Regions from separate parts of the Mus musculus genome. Here all the other regions are linked to region 4. The links are chromatin contacts, called in public HiChIP or PLAC-seq and promoter capture Hi-C maps. All regions are on one chromosome and are shown on one strand. The core of a region is the stretch at or near the end of the contact, and the rest is flanking DNA. Distances in the headings are between cores, read along the strand shown. Region 1 overlaps Gm33384 (a long non-coding RNA gene). Region 2 holds the start of Nrcam (neuronal cell adhesion molecule). Region 3 holds the start of Pnpla8 (patatin-like phospholipase domain containing 8). Region 4 holds the start of Lrrn3 (leucine rich repeat protein 3, neuronal). Region 5 has its middle 33 kb from the start of Dnajb9.

Region 1 (2,760 bases), core at 91-2,590, 2.3 Mb after region 4:
AAGCTGGCTGGCTGGCTGATGCATGTTCTGCTGAGTCAGAGTTTGTGTTATATAGACTAATAGTTTATAGAGGGCAGTGACTTCATTTTACATTTTAGTACTTACTGCAGTGTACATACAAACTCAGAAGTATTCCGAAGCAGACTATAACTTTAGCCAGTCTTTTAACTGTTCTCATACAAAAGCATAAATATTTATGTAGATACATACATATGTACACATATGTGCATGTCTATGAAAAGATACGTATCACATAGTGTTGCTTTGAAAATTGAGATAATGCATGCAAATGGCTTACAGTACTTATTAGCCTTTGCCACATAATAAAAGCTCATTATAAAATGCATAATAAATTTGTTAATACCAGTATTTAGGTGTGTTAGTTTCCCAGAGCAATTGAAACAGTAAATCACAAATTATGTGACTTAAAATAAATATATATTGTTTCACAGTTCTAGAGTCTAGACGTCCAAGATCGAGTATTTACAGGATAATGCTCTCTCTGAAACGTGAAAATTCTTTCTTGGCTCTCTCTACTTCTAGAATTTGCTGGAAATCTTTAGCATCCTTTATCATATGCATGTGTGACTCCAATCTCTAGCTCTATGCTGTGTGACTTTTCCTAGGGAAAGAAACAGATGTAGCTTTACCTCAGATAGGGTACCAACAACAGATGGAAGAAATGATTCTATTCAAGTCTAACTTGGTGAACCAGCATTTATTGTGGTTAGTTACAAGTGTATAGATGAAGGTTATTTATAATGAGAACAGATGAGTCAAAAGCAGCTGCAGCCCTGAAATGCCCACTCCAGCATGGGCGATGACTCATGAAGGCTACATCCCTTGTAGCTCCCTGCATAACTTGCCAGCAGCTCAGTGGAAGCTTCTCTTCCCCCAAAACTGTTTATATAACCTTGCTGAGGAGCCTTGTGATTATAACTGTCAAGAGATTGCTGAGAAAGATGTGTTTCCTTATTTCCCTCCTCCCACTGATTTAGATCTTTGAGAGCAAGAGTCTCTCCTGGCTCGGGGGAGCTTAACTCTGGGGGCTAAAGTACAGGAACAGGAACGTCAACAGTCACCAAAGCTGCCCCAAGTCAATGCAGTTTGTTGGCTCACAATAGTGAGGAAAAAAGATGCAGACAAAAGAATGAGGAAACTATTAAGAAAAGTAAAGACTCCCCAGAGTGGAAGGAGTCCAAAACAGGAAATACCACTGTTTGGCAGTGGGTGTGGGGGAAAGAAAGAGTGGGAAAAAACCCTTCATCCCACCAGAGTTCAGGTGCTCTGGGTGGGCGGATCTGGGAGGACAGCCGCAGGCTTTCCATGCAGCTCCTGGTGGGTGTCTGGCTGTGGGAAGGCACTGGGCCCCTTCTCAGCCGGGGGTGAACAAGGGGCAGTCCTAGGCAACAGGTTCTCAGTCTTGGGCATCCCAGCCACCACTGGACGCTGCCACAGAAGAGCTGAGAACAAATGAGGGGCAGCTGGGTCATCCCCAGGGCTGAAGGGCAGAGATGGCAGGGAGAGCAGGGGCAGTGAGTGGTTCCCACACAGTCGAGAGTCCTTGGTGCGGTCCATGGCTGGAGCCCAGGAAGGCCTTCCAGTGGGAGGTTAGACATGCCTTGTTAGGGAAAAGCCTATCCCATTGTTCAATCACTGTGGGTCTTGATGAGCAGAGACAGTCTGTGGTTTTAGAGCTTTACTATAGAAAGGCAGGGAGAAAGAGAGAAGATAGAAAGAGGAAGAAAGGCTGGCCATGGCCGTGTGGAGAGAGAGGGAAGGGAGGGAAAGAGAAGGGCTAGAGAGTAAGAAAGGTGAGAGCTTAAAGAGAGTGAGGAGGGGTCAAGCAGCCCCTTTTATAGAGGGCTGGGCTATCAGGTAACTGTGGGGGTGGAGTCTAGCCATAATGCCAGAAGCTTGGGACATTGTCTGTGTGACTTATAGTCACAGAATTATGGAGTTGGGGGCTCTGTCTCTGGGAACATGGCTTGCTTTTCCATTCCTTGTAGCGTTTTCTACTGGGTCACTGGAGCGAACCTCTTTCAACCAAAATAGGCTGCCTTTCACAGCCCTGCATACCACCAAGCTGCTGGACCTGGGGCTTTCATGAACCTTGTAACAGAAAACTGAACACAAATCAAGCCAAAGGGGCTCACATGCTCTATGCTTCTGTCTCCCAATCAGGGAGACACTCACTCAGGGAAATGGTCTTGAGTTATGGTCACCACTGTTCATTTTCATTTTGACCTTGGTTTGTTGTGCCAGACACTGACCTTGGCTGGGTTTGGTACCCATTAATTAAATCATGATTTCTTTCTTCTTACTTGTATGTAACCAGCTTATATATTGCCATGGACTCCTGTCTTAAAACCTACAGGAAATTAATTCTTATCACAGTTTCTAAGATGGAGCCACATTTTTCTTACTCATGTTTACCTTACTCTCTACAGAATGATCTCTTGTCCATAATATAAGAAGGACTTTAAGAATATGTCCTTGCCCACAGTTCATTTCTGTTTATTTCTGTTAGATACACAAATATGTGAAAGGACAACTGTGCATAGTGTTAGGGTCCTTCCTTGGAACCAGCCACAGTCTGTAGATACTGCCTGTATTGAACCAGAGGTACATCCTTTTCTTCTGGCCAGTAGAGCTACGTCATACCCACCTGCAGGTCCTCTTACTTACTACCCTCGGTGTTCTCATCTTCACAGTCTTAAACCTAACACTCTTTTTACCTTAAACATGTATTTACATGAG
Region 2 (2,700 bases), core at 87-2,586, 2.8 Mb after region 4:
GAGAAAAAGAGAGAGGGGAGGGGGAGATAGGACTGAAAAACAGAGGAACGTCTAAAGCCTGTTCACCCCAGGTACCACTGGAGGGCTCCATGGCTCTCTACGGAGGTGCTCCTCACGGGAAGAGACATTCTGTGCTCTGTCCTTGACACAGCATGGCACAGTGGTTAAGACTATGGGTTTCGGGATCAAGTGTGAATCGTAGTACTCTTTGAAGCTTTGAAGTACTTTCTTTTATGAAGGGGATCCTGTATGTTTGGGCAGTAGGAGAAAGAAGAGACACTGTGCACATGAGTGAATGTGGGTTGAAGCTTAAGTTCAAAGTAAAGTCACAGCAGGGCAGAGGAGCTATCAAGACTCTGAAGCATGGCCCGGGCCAGATCTGTTTTTATTCATGAGTGCCAATCTAACACCTATTCTGGAGGCTGAAGGTAGAGGCTGAAGAGAGCTTCCAAAAGTAAATGGTCCAGCTGGGTAATACCAGGCTGACTGTACCCGGGCCTGCAGAAGGAAGTAGGCCCAGGTAAGAGGCTATGTGCCTTGGACACCATCATGCTGGAAGGGGTGAGGGTCCTGAAGAATCTGAATTGTGTAGTATGCAGTGGGTTTACTCAAATTCTACATATTCTTTTAAAAAATTCTACACACTTTTGCATTGAAAAAACAAACAAACAAACAAACACAAAACTTGTATAATACTCTGCAATCTGAAAAGCTTATGTCAACTACTCCAGAAACCCAATCCCTACTGAAAGTAGCATCCGCTTACACGCTAAAGGGACCCTTCCTCAAGTGTATTTGAAAATGACAGTTGTAAAACTATAAACCAGTACCCAACCCATGCCAAGTAGAGTTTGCAAAAGCACGAAATACTTTAGAGGAATAGAAGAGAGGCGGAAGGATTGGAGGTGAGAGGAGGGCGGGAGGGAATGTGTGATCCGGATCCATCCATCACACTCACACGGAAATCTAAACCAAGGAGAGTGGCATTTAAAACACTGGTTTTCTGGAACATCTTCTGTAGACACATCCCAGTCACCCATTCCCCTGAACACTCAAGTCCTGAGTTCCTGGCCCTACAGCCACCACCTCACCCGGTGCGTGGTGGCAGAGGTCCGGAGTAGCGCGACCTCTCAGGTGAGAGGCCACCCAGTCCTCAAGGCGCTCAAGGCCGGAGCCCATTCGCTGCAGCCTAAGCTGTGGGTGGGTGGGAGGGGGTTAGGCCGGAGGGGAGGGGGCGGGCGACGCCCGGTGAGTGCGGGGGAGGGGGACGCGGGGACGCTAAGAGAGTCGGGAGGGGCCTGAGCGCGACGCTGGGTATCGCCGGGAGCGGAGGGCGGGAGCGGCGAGGACGCGCGCTTCGCCTGGGTCGCTGGCGGACGCGCGCCGGAGTCCGAGCCTGAGACGCGCGGGCGCGAGGGACCGTGCAGAAACGGAGACTGGGGCAGCTGGAGGCGACAGCTTCGGAAGCTTCGGAAACACGCACGACAGCTGGGCTCCGGGGTCTTAGGCAGTAGCGCCCCGGCAGGGAGGTGGGCGCGGCACGAAAACGTGAGTAGCCCTGGGTGTGTCTGGCGGTTGCATTAGTGACATTCTGTCCTGGTGGGTGGACGCGGCTGGAGCAGAACAAGGAGCCCGAGGCTGCCGCGTTGTCACTCAGACACTGGCGCCCCGGCTCAACCCGAGCTCTTGTGGGAGTCTGGCAGCACTTGCAGCTTGGGAGAAAGAGGTCGGCGACTTCGTTTTCTCTTGCAAGCCCTTGACATAGTCGGGGCGCTGGTTGGAAAAAGGAGACGCACGCCCTGGGAGGACGCGGCTTCGACCCCCGCAGCTCGGGTACCACGGGCGAGAGCCCACCAGCTCCTTGGGTCCCGGGTTAACTTCAGCCTCTCTGGAAGCCCTGACTAGAGGTCTGCCTGTGGACAGACCGGCATTACACAGCTTTCTGGGCTGGGACGCAGTGGATGCAGTGTCACAAGACAGGGTCGCCCGGCGGCGAAGCGCGACTGAGTCCCGCTGGTCGCGCTGCAGCGTGCGCGCGTTCGTGTCCCCACGGACACATCTGGGCGTGGGCTTTGTTCAGATGTGCTCACACCTGGGCGAATCGCCGTGAGCGGGCGGGGGGCGGGGGAGGGGAATCGGCGATGCTGACTGCCCACCTCGGCTTTCTCAGCCCTGGCGAGGACTCAGGGAATCAGAGGGGAACAGGATAGACACCAGGGATGGTGCGCTGGGGACACTTGCTTTGTTGGCTTCCAGGTGAGGGCCGTGACAGTTCCCCCACCACACACAGCCTCTGTGGACAGGGGCTTCTCAGGGCTGGTGTACCGGGTTTGGGACAGACTGGGAAGAGCCTCTGCCCTGAGCAGGCTCTCAGGGTGGGATCTGACTACAGCTTCGCCCGGGAGTACTGTGGTGAGCCTGGAGTGACTGCCCGCGTTAGAGCATCATCTAGCTGCGAGCGCCATCTGTGCCCGGCACCGCCCCGGGCCCTCCAGGCAGCGCGGGTGGGCGCTGCGGCTCTCTGGTTCCCGGGGTGTGTGGATCCGGCTACTCTCGGTTCACATCTGCCACGGCACAGAACAGGGACCGGATTTCACAGTAGGCAGAGCTAGGGAGTCATTCTCTGAGAAGTGTTCTCTGGATAGCAGGTGCAGCACGAGTTCCCTGAGTCCACCGGGCTGGTAGGCAGGTCATTTCTTT
Region 3 (2,700 bases), core at 153-2,652, 2.8 Mb after region 4:
ACCAAGATTTAGTTAGGTTCCTTTTATGACTTTTCACAGTACCTGTCATCTTTTGGCCTCTGCCTTGGACCTATCTAAGTCCAGTGTTAGGAGGAATCGTCTAAGTTGATATGAAATTAATCCCCACTCTTGGTATCTGGTCATTCTCATCTTCTCTCACCAAGAATCTGCTTCTTTTCAGCAAGAATGTCTGTTACCTTTGACGTGATGTCATTTCTTAGTAATCTTCCATCCAATGACCACCCCCTTTGCCTACTGTTCTAAACTCTACTCTTTGTTGTGTCAGAACCTGGAGCTGACAGCTCACTATGGTAATAGTTCTGACCTTCTACCATTTCAATAGTGTCAGGGTATTTTAATATTAGTAAATTAATAATAAAAAAATCAAGAGCTAAAGTTATTTCCAAGCCTTTCTTAATTTTTGGAGTACATATTTGAGCTGTTGTGAGGCTATTTAACAGCTAATACACTGCTAGGGTTTACCAGACAGTATGGTAGACACAACCCAATATCATGTGTTAACCAAATGCCTAGTATGCTCATTTACTCTTTTTTCTTTTTTTTCTTTAATTTTTAGGGGAAAGAAACGTCAAGGTCTCCTCATGTAGCCTGCTCTCGCCTCGAGTTTATAGGCCTACTACATTTTTTACCTTTGTAATGTTTAACCTCTGTAATCCAAAGCCCCTTAATTAAAAACTGTCAGTGAATCTGGCAGCACATGTAATGCCCTTCCTAAAGGGCTTTACAATCATTTTCATTTTAAGGGCTGGCCCTCTGCTACTCTTGAAGGTGAACACTGAGGTCCTAATCTGATGGTCTAGTTAACTAGATAGCACTAGACCTGTGGCGGGTTGTAGTTTGCCTCCCTGGTATACAAAAATTTCAACGTGTTGATTACAAGACCATCAAAGGGGTAGTACACGCTAACTCCCACAAGATGGTATATGACAAAGAGCTTTTAAGTTGACAGACCCCGTAGCTGTTCTAGAAACAAAGAGGAGGTATCACCACAGCAGGATCACAGGGTCCAGCCAGGCTGCTCACATCCAGGCTGCGGTTAAAGCGGTTCCCTGGAACCTAGGCAACACAGCGCGCGCAGAGTCTTCTGGCACGCTCAGCCCAGCTGAACTTATTTCTGAACTATTGGTAACCCGCAAGCAAGCAACCAGGCACTCTACTCTGAGACAGCGCTGAGATTAAAAGCCATTGATCTCCGCCTAACCGTCACAACAGATCATAAAAGTAGCACTTGCCCCTTCCGAAGCGGTGCCTCTCCCAAGCACTCAGCTCCAACAAACTCCCCGCCCCTCCCTCTCTCCACAGCCACGCCCTATTACGTAGGCTTAGGAGGGCAGAAGGCAGAAAAACAGGCCCTAGAGCTTGCGTCACTTCCGCTGGGGGCGGGGCGTAGCGGTGGGTGGTGCTGGTCACGCCAGTGTTTGGGGTCCGGGCGCCGCAGCTGCGAGCAGGCCGGGCGGGCCGATGCGGACCTCAGAGCTGGCGGGAGGCGAGTGGCGGCCGCGGCGCCCGTGACTACTGCCTGCGTCCCGGTGAGTGGCCGGAAGGCGGCGGGGTGGCAGGTGGCCTCCGTGGCGTGGGCGCTTCGCCGGGCTCTCCCGCGGGCGTTTCGGAGGCCCGATACGCAGGCCTCGGGGTCCTGGCGGGCGCTTGGCCCCGACGCCCCGATGCCGCGGGCGTGGCCGCCGGGTGTTTTGGTTGGTTGCGCCCCGCCCCCGCCGGTGGTCCCGCCCAGCCCCTCTCTGCAGTGGCACGCCGGGTCCTGAATGGGCTGTTCTCTGGCAGATCACTGGAGACGCGACGTTTTCTCTGATCTACCTCGACCTTGACTGGGCAGCGTGTGCTTTGTGTTTTGGTGGCTGGATATTTTTACTTCTCAGCGATTTGCTTTTTCTTCCCGTCCTATCCCAGTGCGCTGTTGCTTAAGCAGAACCAGATGCGCGTCCCTTTTAAAAGATGAAAAAAACTGTATGAGTCAGCAGGTTGCAGAGCCTCTTGTCACTGTCATTTCTGTCATGATGCTGGGGGCGGGGCGGGGGGTGGTACGACCAGTTTTCACGCCCATTACAGCAATAACTTTAAAGAAAAGTGACCTTCAAGGAATATCTTAGGAGATAGATGTGACATAAGCGGCTATCCTAGAATGCATTTAAAATTACCATTTTCATTTCCAAGTTGTATTATGGACCGAATTCCTGATTGTCAAAAATATATTTCAGGTTCTCAAGGCGGTTCATTACCACAAGGAAATGGGAAGAATGTTTTTAAAAAGTGAGGATTATTATAAAAGTACATAAGAGTGAATTGAAAAGCTTATGTTTTAGTGAAGCAGTCAGTTGTACCAAATTCCATATAGCTATTTTGTGAAATTCGGTATGCATATTAGATGAATCTCCAATATAAAGACCTCGCTTCATAGTTTTTGCTAATTGTTCTATTCTCTATCTTGTTTTGTATTTCTCCATCTAATTTTAAAATCTTGGTAACAGTGGCCCTCTTCATAATGATGTCAGATTAGTGAAAAGGTCAGCTGCACTAGTCTATATTAATACATCCATACTTTCCCATGCAGAATTGATACAAGAACAGTCTGTACTTGAAGTTGTTTTTTTCAGCCAGTAAAGATGGGATTTGTTACTTTATTTGGGGCACATAACGTTTGTGCAAAGGTCAGAGCTAGAC
Region 4 (2,790 bases), core at 185-2,684:
GAGGCACAGAAACAAGGACATATTGTTAAAAATGAATAAATTAAAGCCGAGTTAAGCCACCCGGCTCAGTGAGAGCAAACAGTCTTCATAAATAGGAAATGTACTTTGAAGCCATACTACCGCGATGCTGTTCAATTACCAAAGGTGACTAGAGCTCTCCTGGTTCATCTCCTGGTTTCCCTAGCATGGTAGCTTCCTGGGCTGCATTAGCAATCAGACGCTTGCACTGTCCCCTCAGAGCAGTGAGGGGATGGGATGTTATTAAAGGGAAGTCATTTACCACAATCGGGAAGATGTAGCCTGGCAGAAATTCAATACCGGTTTGTGATATGCTCATTCTGCTACTCTGCCTGGTGCCCTTCACTCCTGACACACTACAGCATCCCCCTTAAATCTTCATCCCTTGGGGCGGGCTGGGGGGTGGGGGGACAACGCCTCATTGGCTTCAGAACAGAGAAATATGAGTGATCTGCTTTTCGTTACAAGAGCTGTGGGGGCAAAGGACCCTGATTTTTCCATCTCCCTCTGTTTCTCTCTCCTTCTCCCCTCTCTCCCGCTGCCTCCTCTGCCAGCCTCTCTGTCTCCTTCCCCTCTCTCTCCCTGCTTCTCTCTTGGTCCTTCTGTTCTCTTTTCTCTGCCTCAGTCCCCGTCTCTTCTCTCTCCCTCCTCTCTCTCTCCTCCCCCGGCACTGCTTTTCTCTCCCACTCACATCCTCTGATGGGCATTCAAGCTAGTAAAATGCCTGCTTGAGAATCCCACGAACGCAGCTAGGCACACACAGAGCCGGCGGGGTTTGCATGTTCACTCAAAAGTGAAATGCAAAGAAAAATGCCCTTAGAATTCAGACAAGGGGAAAACATCAAAGGAGAACTGATGTGTAAAAACTCCGGCACCAACAAAAACACGAAATAGGGAACATTTAAACAGATAGGTATATTTTAAACTTACCTTGCCTTAGCAGATGCAGGGATAGCCCTCCTCCGGTGCCCCTGCTTGCTCAGTTCCTTGGCTGAAATAATCACATGGCTGTCTTCTTGCCCCAGTATAAATAGGTGCATATGTATGTGTAATAAAGTACACACAATTACATACTATAGATATGCACACATGCAAGCAATGGTGTCTCTCTTTCTCTCTCTCTCTTTTTCTAAAATATAAAGGAAGGCAGGAGCCTGCAGCTAGGATTCCTTCTTTTGACTGGAACTCTCTCCGGCAGCAGCAGGCTGAGCCTCTCAATCCCGTGAAGAGAGATCCTGCTAGCTGGCGTTATTTCTCCTCGTTTCCATGGTGGTTAGTGGTGCATCGTTCACCAGATCAGTTGTCACACTGACACGGTGCTGCCTGCTCAGCGGTCATTAATAACTGAACACCCTCCACTCCCCAGAGAGGAGCCAATCGCTTCAGACTGCCAAGATGTAGCACTCGCAGCTGCTCCAGCCTGGTTGGCTGAAGCAGCCTGTCTGTCCTATGACAGTGCTGCTTAGGGTACAAATAAATGAAACAGGCTTGCATATTTTTCCTTGGAATCATTTTCTTTCCTGTTTTTTCTTTTCCTTTTGGAGCAATGTGCAGCGCTTTTCAACAAGTTCTCCCATTTGGAATGTGATCAGTCATTTGGAGAAACGGTGGGGTTTTTGTTTGTTTTGTTTTTCTGTTTTTCATTTCCTCTGAGATAAGACAGGAAACACTTATGAACAAGGATTTCCTGAATATTAAAAATACTTGATAGTGACTCTGCCTCCCTGTCTGTGAAGTTCAGCAGTGGCTTTACATTTCAGCCTGCAGCCTGCAGCTCTCCTGCCCCTTGTTTGTTTCCCTACAGATCCTACTTAAATCAGCCTATGTGCATGCAGCTAATAGCCTCTCTCTCTCTTTCACTCTCTCTCTCTCTCCCTCTCTCTCTCCCTCTCTCTCTCTCTCTCTCTCTCCCTCCCTCCCTCCCTCCCTCCATTCCTTCTTTCCATTTTTCTTGTTGGTACTTTGTGTGTGGGTTTATTTTTTGTTTGCGTATTTGTTTAGGTTTTACAATGACATTTCTTAAAATTACAACAAATATTTGCTTCTCCAATACTCACAACAATGGTATGTAAGGAGAAGCATATACAAAATAAACTTTTCCAATTATAACTACTTATCTATACATGGTATAACAAATCTGATGCCACACATCGGACATGTGTTGTATGTGGCATTGCTTGTGCCTGCATCCAGATGTACATGTATGTGTGTGTGTGCGCCTGTGTATGCGTTTTAGATGTATGATTTATTAGTAATAACTCAGGGATCCTTTCCTCTACAATAGACTGAACAGTTAAATTATCTCTTTTTGCACTTACGGCTATCAACTCTGAATGGCTACTTAACTAGGAAAATGTTTTCAATAGGAATTATATGTAAAACATTTGGAATATTTAGACTAGAAATCATGCCAGCGTGGTCATGTGTTCAGCTCCAGAACAACCATGACAAATAGAAGAATATAAGGGCATGCTTTCCAGACAGTATACTAGAGAGACCTCCTGAGAGGAGTGGAACATGGGAACAATTTTCAACAGGTCCAAAGCTGCCTTATCTGAGTCTCCCCTTGCTTTGATAGACTGCCCTCTAGTGGAGGAAAAGGAAATGGCATTTATTAGATTTACTGGGGGAGGGGGGAATAACAACAAAAAGCAAAAGCATTAGCACTAATTGTTTCTTAAGGTGTCGTTGAAGTGACTTAAACCGGTGTTCTGCGCCATGACCGTATGCCTGGAAGCTTAGCCTCACTAACATTGTCTTTTGACCACCAAA
Region 5 (2,857 bases), core at 96-2,595, 2.7 Mb after region 4:
TCCTCCAGGAACTCTGATAAAGACTGCGGTAGGCAACTACTAGGGGGCACAGAATGAGAAGTCAGGAAATATTAACAGCAATTCATTATATTCTATATAACAGTTCATAATTATATTCCTTCCCAGGAGAGCTAGAGATGTATATTTAGCAGCAGACAGGGCCATGTCCCTCACAAGATTTGCTGCCAATACATACATCTGTCAGTTGATTTACATATAACAAAAAACAACTGAAGCTATAATTTGTGTTCATGATAAACATAGATTTGGAAGACATTTGCTATATCCTTCCTTTTTGCTTACTTAAGCACGGGGCAAATACAAAAGACACTACCAGAATTTGCTTAGAATTGAAAGTAGGGATTGTGGGCAGGGTTGTGAGTGTGTGAAACATTGCCATTTCTATTGTAATCCTGGAACCATCATTTTAAATTGTGAACTGCGGTTGTTGTGCACCAAGGAGCAGGAGCCTTTCCTGATGGGAAGGCATTGGCAGGAGGCGTCATTTGTCAGGGAAGAAAGGAGCATAATTCAAAGGGAAAGTTGCCTTGCCCAGCCTGGGAACTTAAAACAAATGAAACAAAACTCCAGCCTTTGATTCAGGGCCAGGGAAGCACTCCTGACCCTCCAGTGACAGGAAGTTGCCCCCACCATGTCTCGCTTCCTCCTTGAGGCGCTTCCTCCTTGAGGCACGAGACAGCTAATGAGGAGCCAGAGTTAGATGAGGGTGGGCGCAGGACACTGTCAGGGAGGTTTCGTGACTTGATTGTTTCTTATGTAGTCTGTGGTGGTCTCTGGAATGCATCATTCTCCTCACGCTCTCCCCTTGCTTTCTCTCCTGATCTCAGGCTCTGCAAAAGTACAGATTGCATCCAGTGTGTGTGTGTGTGTGTGTGTGTGTGTGTGTGTGTGTGTGTGTGTGTGTGTGTTTGCTTCTCCTTCCTGACATTCCCTGCTACTTCTTTGTTGCAATTTCTACCCTAGAGCCTCTCTTCACAAACTTGAATCTAACGCAGGCAGCAGGCACGTTATAATGAGTTACCCATTCATCCATTCCACTATCTTTTGAACAAATATTCATTTACAGCCTGTGATGGATGAGCTATTTGAGAAGGGAGAAAACCCAGTCTACCATGCACCCCTCTGCCGTCCACATTTCTAAGAAATTCCAAAACCTCTGCCCCTAAAACAACCATATACACTGTTTGCAGCTATGATCTAGATAGATATATAAAGAGAAGGTATTCCACAGAAATTACAAATCTATTCTAACAATGTTCTGCGCATCCTGGCTGGATGCTACCCTCCTCCTTTAGTAGCTAAGTAAAATGAACCAGCAGAGCAAATAGAATCTGGTGCCCATGGCAACCTGCATTGCTGCTTTGAACTTGTCAATCCGCCACAAGGAAATCACATTAATGGGATGTTTTTCTGCTACAAATAGCTTTTGCTTTCACATTTTAATTACAGTGCTAGATTTTTTTTAATCTCTAAATTCTTCAAAAACATGAGCAAGAGAGATACTAATATTGTTTCAAAAATGTTATTTAAGTTCTGCATAATTGGGGGAAGGAGACTAGATAGAAAGAAAGAAAAAAAGGCAATGCAGTCGTGTTCCCCTCTATATATGACATGGACAGGAAAAAGTCTTAAGCAAATAACCTTTTAGCTTTTTGTTTTTTAATTTCTAAAAATTGGTAAAACCAGAGATGACAATATGCACCTCACTGAAGTGTCAGGGCTAATGTCTGCAAAGTGGTAAGGACAGCATTACAGCTGATCACTTAGAACTGATGATTAATGGGAGGTAGGGGAACTTGGCTTTCAACTTGGCTCTAAGCTACCTCAGTCAGTCAGTATCAGTCAGCAAAGGAATTCCTTTTGGCTCTCTTTCATTACTTAAGTGTGGACTGTGTCTGGAGAGTTTATGAGTAACTGAATAATTTCATGAATATGACAAAATTACGCGAATTTCTACCACTGAGAAAGCCACAAAATGGGAGATGGCTTCTATGTGCCACTGTACCGAAGGGAAACTCCAAGGAAGATAAAATTAAGCAACAGCAACAAGAGAAGAACTCAGGGCATTTTACTTAAGCCATTCCACAGTTTCCTTCATTCTTACTGGACTAAAAACTGGGCATATGACACAGAGCGGTTAGAGACCACACTTGTGATGCAATTGATAAGCTGGTAGTATCTTTGTCTTTCTAATTATTATTATAGTCCTGGGTTGTTGTTGTTGTTGTTGTTGTTGTTGTTGTTGTTGTTTAGACAAATGGAGAAAGCAATCTATGCAACATTTAGGAGCCCACTTCCATGCTCTGAATTTATTCTCTTTGCAACCTATAGGTAAGAAGGATTATAAACACAGGCTATGACAGAGCTCTAGACTCTCTGGATCTTACTTTTCAGGAAGAAAGATTCAGTCTCCAGAATTGGCTGCTTTGTTTCCCGGCTTGCTCTTTGAACCCATTTTATTAAGGTATCATTGATACCCAAAGAACTGCTCAACGTGTCCAATCTGATGTGTACATCCCAGCTCATGTGATTGTCATGGCAATTGTCGACTACTTTCTGGAATATTTCCTAGGGCATTGTTGACTGGAGACTTAGACCAGCCTTAGAAGTTTCCCAACAACCACTGCCACCTGAGTAGGTCTTCTTAGTAGAACCATTCTCATAGACAAACCAGAGCCCAGAGAGTGAAGGGTGGAAGCACAAGGGAACTAGCATCACCGCTCATCAGTTCATAGTTTGCTCTTAACCCCTGACATTTAGAAAAATTATGGACAGGTCCTATCTACTCTCAAACCAATCATATCATATCGAAGAAAGATCTCTCTGAGTGTTGTGG

The links. Promoter capture Hi-C pulls out the DNA fragments that hold promoters and counts their contacts. HiChIP or PLAC-seq counts read pairs in DNA pulled down with a chosen protein or histone mark.
Region 1: a promoter capture Hi-C map of hippocampal neurons shows a contact between it and region 4, with 4 times the contacts expected there. The contact joins the enhancer-like site here to the promoter of Lrrn3 in region 4. A contact is called at or near these places in 6 of 39 promoter capture datasets (the C10 cell line, cranial neural crest, frontonasal cranial neural crest and 3 more), 2 of 15 datasets of contacts at CTCF or cohesin (large pre-B cells and pro-B cells), 9 of 484 Hi-C or Micro-C datasets (the N1E-115 cell line, cerebellar granule neurons, cerebellum and 4 more) and 8 of 115 datasets of contacts at active chromatin or transcription factors (SST interneurons, astrocytes, embryonic forebrain and 5 more).
Region 2: a contact with region 4 is called in an H3K27ac HiChIP or PLAC-seq map of large pre-B cells, with 7 times the contacts expected there. The contact joins the promoter of Nrcam here to the promoter of Lrrn3 in region 4. A contact is called at or near these places in 2 of 115 datasets of contacts at active chromatin or transcription factors (astrocytes and large pre-B cells).
Region 3: a promoter capture Hi-C map of pre-B cells shows a contact between it and region 4, with 7 times the contacts expected there. The contact joins the promoter of Pnpla8 here to the promoter of Lrrn3 in region 4. A contact is called at or near these places in 2 of 39 promoter capture datasets (hippocampal neurons and pre-B cells) and 4 of 115 datasets of contacts at active chromatin or transcription factors (astrocytes, embryonic forebrain, large pre-B cells and 1 more).
Region 5: a promoter capture Hi-C map of hippocampal neurons shows a contact between it and region 4, with 32 times the contacts expected there. The contact joins the enhancer-like site here to the promoter of Lrrn3 in region 4. A contact is called at or near these places in 10 of 39 promoter capture datasets (the C10 cell line, the HPC-7 cell line, cranial neural crest and 7 more), 2 of 15 datasets of contacts at CTCF or cohesin (large pre-B cells and pro-B cells), 20 of 484 Hi-C or Micro-C datasets (the 63-12 cell line, B cells, the N1E-115 cell line and 13 more) and 8 of 115 datasets of contacts at active chromatin or transcription factors (SST interneurons, astrocytes, embryonic forebrain and 5 more).

The regions. Positions count from the first base shown.
Region 1 is chr12:43,826,606-43,829,365 of GRCm38.p6, forward strand. The region is part of intron 1 of Gm33384 (a long non-coding RNA gene); the gene reads right to left. Among named protein-coding and RNA genes, the nearest start is that of Gm33384, 24 kb to the right of the region's middle. Within about 2 kb of position 1,341, at least 50 of the 459 cell types and tissues checked have an H3K27ac peak or open chromatin away from gene starts, as enhancers often do. A contact at or near this core is called in SST interneurons, astrocytes, cortical neurons and 3 more, where this site is marked.
Region 2 is chr12:44,327,549-44,330,248 of GRCm38.p6, forward strand. It overlaps Nrcam (neuronal cell adhesion molecule), which reads left to right and starts at 1,337. Exons shown (of 31, transcript NM_176930.4): 1 at 1,337-1,548.
Region 3 is chr12:44,267,752-44,270,451 of GRCm38.p6, forward strand. Pnpla8 (patatin-like phospholipase domain containing 8) reads left to right here and starts at 1,403. Exons shown (of 10, transcript NM_026164.2): 1 at 1,403-1,550.
Region 4 is chr12:41,484,623-41,487,412 of GRCm38.p6, forward strand. Lrrn3 (leucine rich repeat protein 3, neuronal) reads right to left here and starts at 1,435. Exons shown (of 2, transcript NM_010733.3): 1 at 949-1,435. The region is part of intron 4 of Immp2l (IMP2 inner mitochondrial membrane peptidase-like (S. cerevisiae)); the gene reads left to right.
Region 5 is chr12:44,175,841-44,178,697 of GRCm38.p6, forward strand. No RefSeq gene overlaps it. Among named protein-coding and RNA genes, the nearest start is that of Dnajb9, 33 kb to the right of the region's middle. Within about 2 kb of position 1,346, at least 22 of the 459 cell types and tissues checked have an H3K27ac peak or open chromatin away from gene starts, as enhancers often do. A contact at or near this core is called in the HPC-7 cell line, cortical neurons, forebrain and 3 more, where this site is marked.